Regions from separate parts of the Mus musculus genome. Here region 2 is linked to region 1. A link is a contact called in public capture Hi-C data. All regions are on one chromosome and are shown on one strand. The core of a region is the stretch at or near the end of the contact, and the rest is flanking DNA. Distances in the headings are between cores, read along the strand shown. Region 1 holds the start of Ccdc180 (coiled-coil domain containing 180). Region 2 holds the start of Tmod1 (tropomodulin 1).

Region 1 (2,804 bases), core at 72-2,571:
CTCCCAAGTGCTGGAACTGAAGGCATGAGCTACCATGCCTGGCCAAGACTCACCTTTTAAGCAGAAAAATAAGAACTGCTTTTATGCTCTCCAAAAGAATCAGACACAGATCAGCGGTTAAGAGCACCGACTGCTCTTCCAGAGGTCATGAGTTCAATTCCCAGCAACCACATGGTGGCTCTCAACCATCTGTAATAAAATCTGATGCCCTCTTCTGGTGTGTCTGAAAACAGCTACAGTGTACTCATATAAATATAATAAATAAATCTTAAAAAAAAAAAAAGAATCAGGCACAGATGGTTAATTCAGACTAATTCTGAATAATTTCGATTAAAAATATTTTTAACCAAAATTAAGTTTTTAATTTTGAGACCAAATGCCCCAATGTTCTTCTATAATACACCCAATAGCAATTTAAAAAAAAAAATCAAAGTAATTGTCAAAGAGAACTGTTTTTTAAAAATCGGCTTATTGGGGGGAAATCTGGGAGAAGATGGGGTGGGGATTGAAATCAGAATATTACTGTATGAAAAAATCTATTCTCAATAAAAAAAAAAAATAAAATGGATCTTAGACAGGGAAACTCTCAGAACAAAGAAAAATTAGAAAGGACCAGGAAAGTTTGTGGGGAGACCAGGGGAGGGAAAGGGAGCAAAGGCCAGCAGGACACCTACCTGGGCCTGGAAGATCTGCTGGTAGACTTTGCCATTCTGTACTTGGGACACCTTTCCCACTGGCGACATCTTGACTGCTGGCCCAATTCCTCTTCGTTCTGGAAATACACTTGGGACTTGGTCTTAGTTTTTACTCAGAGGCTGGGACCCTCTTGCTAGGACCTCCAGCCTAAAGACAGCACTAGATCCCACAGGACACCTTGTTTAAGGGGAAACTTAGATTTCAAACAAAATTAGGTGGGGGGGGGGCGGGGGAGCAGGAGGGGGAGAGACAGAGAGTGGGTCTTCGCCAGCGCCCAGGGTGTAAATCCCACAGGCACTTTCTGGAAAGGGCAGGATTATTGTCTGCGCTCCACTAGAGCTCTTCTAGGGACCGTCAATCTGCCTCAGATGTCAGATGGGACTGGAACCCTAGTCACATCCTCCGGGAGAAATAGGGGAGTGTTGCAAAGGGAAGGAGCAGTTTGATTCTGGCCTATGCCTACTGTTTGCGACACGCCCATCTTCCTATCTGCTCAATCAGCCCGCTGTCCCCCAAGCCCAGCAATTTTGAGGTCCTTACCCAAGCCTGGAGGCTCCCGCATCTGAAGTTCAGATTCACCCTGAAGCCAGCAACTGCAGCAGGACGCTGTGGTTTCCTAGGCAACGCGAGGGATGGGGCAACACGAGGGGGCGTGGCCGTCCCTGAGCACACTTCCTTCTCAGGGAGCCAGGTCACTCAGCAACAGCAGAGGCCCACGTGGAGTAGTGAAACTCACCACTTCTTTTTAATGTTGGGTCCTTGGAGCGCCCTTTAAAAGTTCCCAAAAGCTAGTAGGAGGTTAGAAAGCCTGTGCAGATCTTGACTGTTGTGGTCAAGGAATCCAGTCTCTCATTGTTGCACGGGTTAAAATCAACCTGTGCAGGCAGGCAGCACAAAGTGGCCCTTGCCTGTAAGAATCTGAAAGACACTGAAAGAAATAAGATCTTTCCCACTTTAAAGTAAGTTGGAAGGCTCAGAATTCAAGGCTTAAGACCTGCCTGGCCTTAATGAGAACCGTGTGCACTAGACCACTAAGAGCAGTGGTTTTCGGCCCATGGATCGTAACCCTTTGACAAACCTGTACTCAAAAATGTTTTCGTTCTGATTCACAACAGTAGCAAAGTTACAGTTAGGAAGTAGTAACAAAAATAGTTTGATGGTTGTGAATCACCACAATGTGAGGAACTGCATTAAAGGATTGCAGCATTAGGAAGGCTGAAAACCACTGAGCTAGTTTCTCATGTATGGTGGGCCACCCTTCTCCTTTCCAGAGAAGGCCTGCAGTGGCAGCAGTCGGGGAACAGACCTGCTGGCAAGCCCTTCCCACACTGACATCTGAGAGTGAGTGGTCTTCTGAAGCTGGCTGCAGCATCAGGAACTCAGGAGTGTTGACTGAAAACGCTACTCTCATTCTTTGACAGAGGCGAATGACAAAGAGATGAATACAAAACCCTTTTAGACTCATTGTTTGGTCCAGGGTGAAGTAAAATAAAGACAGGATTCATTTTAGCTGAAAAGAAAAGAAAGCCTGAAGGTGACCTATAGAGGGGATGAAAAATATGTTTTGTTTTGTTTTGTTTTTCAAAACAGGAATCTTTTTTTTTTTTTACTCTTGTTTGTTTTCTGTTCTGTTCTGTTTTTGAGGTTTTCAGTCTCTGCCCTTTCTCACCCCAGGAAAGGCTGCTGGCTTGAGCTTCTAACATCAGAAACTTGTCCCTTCCCTTCAGCTCCAGCAGTTACAGCTACCTGGGAGCTGGCCATAGTAGCACGTGACCTATAACAAGCAGTAATTTAATCAAATTTCCCAACTAACGTCCAGGAGGACTGGAGCCCTGGTGGATTTTCCCTTCTAACCGGGCGTGGTGGCGCACGCCTTTAATCCCAGCACTTGGGAGGCAGAGGCAGGTGGATTTCTGAGTTCGAGGCCAGCCTGGTCTACAGAGTGAGTTCCAGGACAGCCAGAGCTGTCTTGAAAAGAAAACCTGTCTTGAAAAACCAAAAAAATAAATAAATAAAAATTAAAAGAAAGAAAGAAAGAGGAAAGAAAAGAAAAAAAAAAGAACTGGCTTCAGGCCTCATCCCAGTAGTCCATCAAACAAAAAAGTAAA
Region 2 (2,712 bases), core at 1-2,500, 150 kb before region 1:
AAAGGCAAGCAGACTGCAGTGGGGGTTGGCATGACCTTGAGCAAAGGGTTCTGAAGCCCTTACAGGGGCAACAGTGGGACCCAGGGTGAAAGATAAACCCTGTGGGAGGGAGCCCCCACTAAGAAAGAACCCAGAATCTGGGTTTAGAGTCTGGCTCTGCCAGGTCTTCGGAATCTCATGGGGAAAGCTGAGAGAGGTAACTAAACAGAGAGCTGGGGAGGTTCCGGGTTAAGGGAGTTATCACAGGTGCCACACAGGGAACTGAATTGCCTGAGCCTGCCCAGTTCATTTGGTCACTTGTTTTGCCGAGGTGCTGCTAGCAACTCAGCCTAGAGATGCTCCCAAACACCCCAGGCACACTTCCCAGGCTATTCCGAGGGCCACAGTGGGTCCTAGGCCAGGATTTGAGTTCCAAGAGCCACCAAAGTCTCTGACTTTTGCAGCTGTGTCCTCAGCATCCTTACCCTGCCTGAAACTGCAGAACAGGTGCAGGGGAGTGTAGGCAGTTCAGAGCACGCCCTGGCCACTCTCGTGGCCCCGGGTACCATCTCTTTGAAGGACCCTAACTTCACCTTACAAACAGGAAAACGAGATCCAGAAAAGAAAGGAGGGTTGCCTAGGCCGCCCCTCAAACTGGAGACAACCAGTGGCCTCCTGCCTCTACCTGGTTGCGCGCAGCGAGGCAAGCGCAGCTGGTGCTTTAAACCTCAGCTAGTTCCAGCAGTTTGGGAAACTTTTCAGGCGCCGGCCAGATCGGTGCTCAGAGGACTCAGCGTCCCCCGAGCGTGTATCCCCTTCCTCCCCAGACTCCCAGGAGGGCTCGTGACCAGCTCACAACGTGCCAATGCCCAAGGCACCCCGGGCGGCTCCCAAGGTCCCCGGGAGACCAGGTCTAGTGCCCCGGGCGCCCTGACTAGGGTTGGGCGCATCAGGCTGCAGGGACGCTTAGCGCCAGCGACCCGATCATCAGGCTGGGGAACCGGACCCCGATCCCCGAAGGCCACCCGAGGCGGCGGCTATTTATAGAGGGAACCGTGCTCAGTCCCTTCTCAGCGGCTGCGACAGCTGAATATTTTGCCCAGATATGGCTGCGCCCCGGCGCGGCGGCAGGGAGCCCCGCGAGGCCGAGGGGGACCTAGGGATGGCGGGCGGGGGGTCTTACCGGGATGCGGGGTGGCGCGAGCGCGGGCGGCGGCAATGAGCGGAACGCGGGGCTTGGCGAGTTCCCTGGCGGCCGCGGGTGGGAAGCCGGGGGCGGGCCCTGTTCTGCTGTCACCGCGCCCCGCCCCAACCCGCCGCCCTCCCCGCCCTCCTGCTCTACCAGGGGCGACAGGGTGCTGCGCGGTCCCCGGCCTGGGAGCAACACTCGCTATTAGGATCTAGGGCCACCCCAGCCCCGGAGGCAGGGGAATGTGTGGTTCCCTGCCTTGTTCTCGGTTTCTCCAACTTGATTTTATGCTACGTTGGAGGTATCTGGACAAAGTCGCGCAGATCTTTACTCTCGTCTAGAATGTTCCAGTAAAGTCAGCACAGCTACACCTAGCTTCCTTTGAAGAGGCAACCTGTCCCCTCGGCCAGGACTGGCACGGGCCCAGGGCTTAATAACCATCTGTGGACGTGCAATTCCAACGCAGAATTGAACGCCTTCTCCCTACACAGCATTGAGACTGGAGCGTCCGAAATCACCACTTAAAATAATCGGAATGAAAGTTCCTCCTTCTTAAAAGGCTAATGTGTTCTCTCCAGAACAAACCACTTAAACCCAAACCGAAGCCTTTAAGTGTTTCAATAAACAAACGGCTCCTACCAACGAATCCAAACAGGCACAGGGAACATCTCCGTTGGATTATCCTACCGTATTTTTTGGTGAGGGAAATCTTAATTCCTAGATGCCTAAGGAGAAACGCTGAAAAGTATTTTCCTAATGCATTACTGTATTATAAAACCCTCGCCCTATTAAGAATGTCCTTTTCAAGGGAGAAGTGGGGTGTATTTTTAAACAAAGCAGGGACTTACTATTCCCAAGGACTTATTTTTAAGCGTTTTGTTGTGGGTGTAAATACTTTCAGGGCACATATTAGTGTGTAGCTTTCTGAATTTTATAGTAAGAACACCTGTGCAAGCCAACCAACAGCCTGACCCCGCTCCCCAGTCACCCACCTCTCCCTTCTAAGACACTGTTTTGTGGACCCTTCCAGAAGTCTTGCCCTTATTGTCAGGTTGGTGCCTCTTGCTCGCTGCTGAGGCTAATTTGTGACGCACCATTCTTTCCTACTGTTCAATTTATAGGTTTCATCCCCAGCGAATTTACCATATGAACATAATATGGTATTTCCATATGAATGCATCCTATTTTAAAAGTGTACTTTGCTAGTAGTGGAAATTCAGAATATTAGTGTGGCTCAGATTATTCTTTCTCATGGTCTGCAGGAAGCTGAGTTGGAGAGTTGAGTCTCTAGGAGAGATGAGCAGAGGATTAATGCTACTTGCAAGTGGTTCCCACTTAAGTTAAACCACTTCGGTTTAACAAGAATTGCTACATTGTAGCTACACTGGTAGAGAGGAGCCGCATTCATTGAGGCTTTGATCCACAACACCAATGCCCTGTGTTCACATTTGCTGACACCTTTTTGTTTATTGGCCAGCTGGATTTTCTTTTTTTGTGAAGTGTTCGTTCAAACTTCTTGCCTATTTTTACCGAAATACCCAATA

What was found. Capture Hi-C pulls out chosen DNA fragments and counts their contacts.
Region 2: a contact with region 1 is called in a capture Hi-C map of macrophages, with 4 times the contacts expected there. The contact joins the promoter of Tmod1 here to the promoter of Ccdc180 in region 1. A contact is called at or near these places in 4 of 39 promoter capture datasets (cranial neural crest, embryonic stem cells, liver and 1 more), 1 of 115 datasets of contacts at active chromatin or transcription factors (embryonic stem cells) and 3 of 9 other capture datasets (adipose tissue, embryonic stem cells and macrophages).

The regions. Positions count from the first base shown.
Region 1 is chr4:45,888,820-45,891,623 of GRCm38.p6, reverse strand. Ccdc180 (coiled-coil domain containing 180) reads right to left here and starts at 1,321. Exons shown (of 38, transcript NM_198660.2): 1 at 1,237-1,321; 2 at 675-772. The coding sequence starts at 1,258.
Region 2 is chr4:46,037,760-46,040,471 of GRCm38.p6, reverse strand. It overlaps Tmod1 (tropomodulin 1), which reads right to left and starts at 1,250. Exons shown (of 10, transcript NM_021883.2): 1 at 1,163-1,250.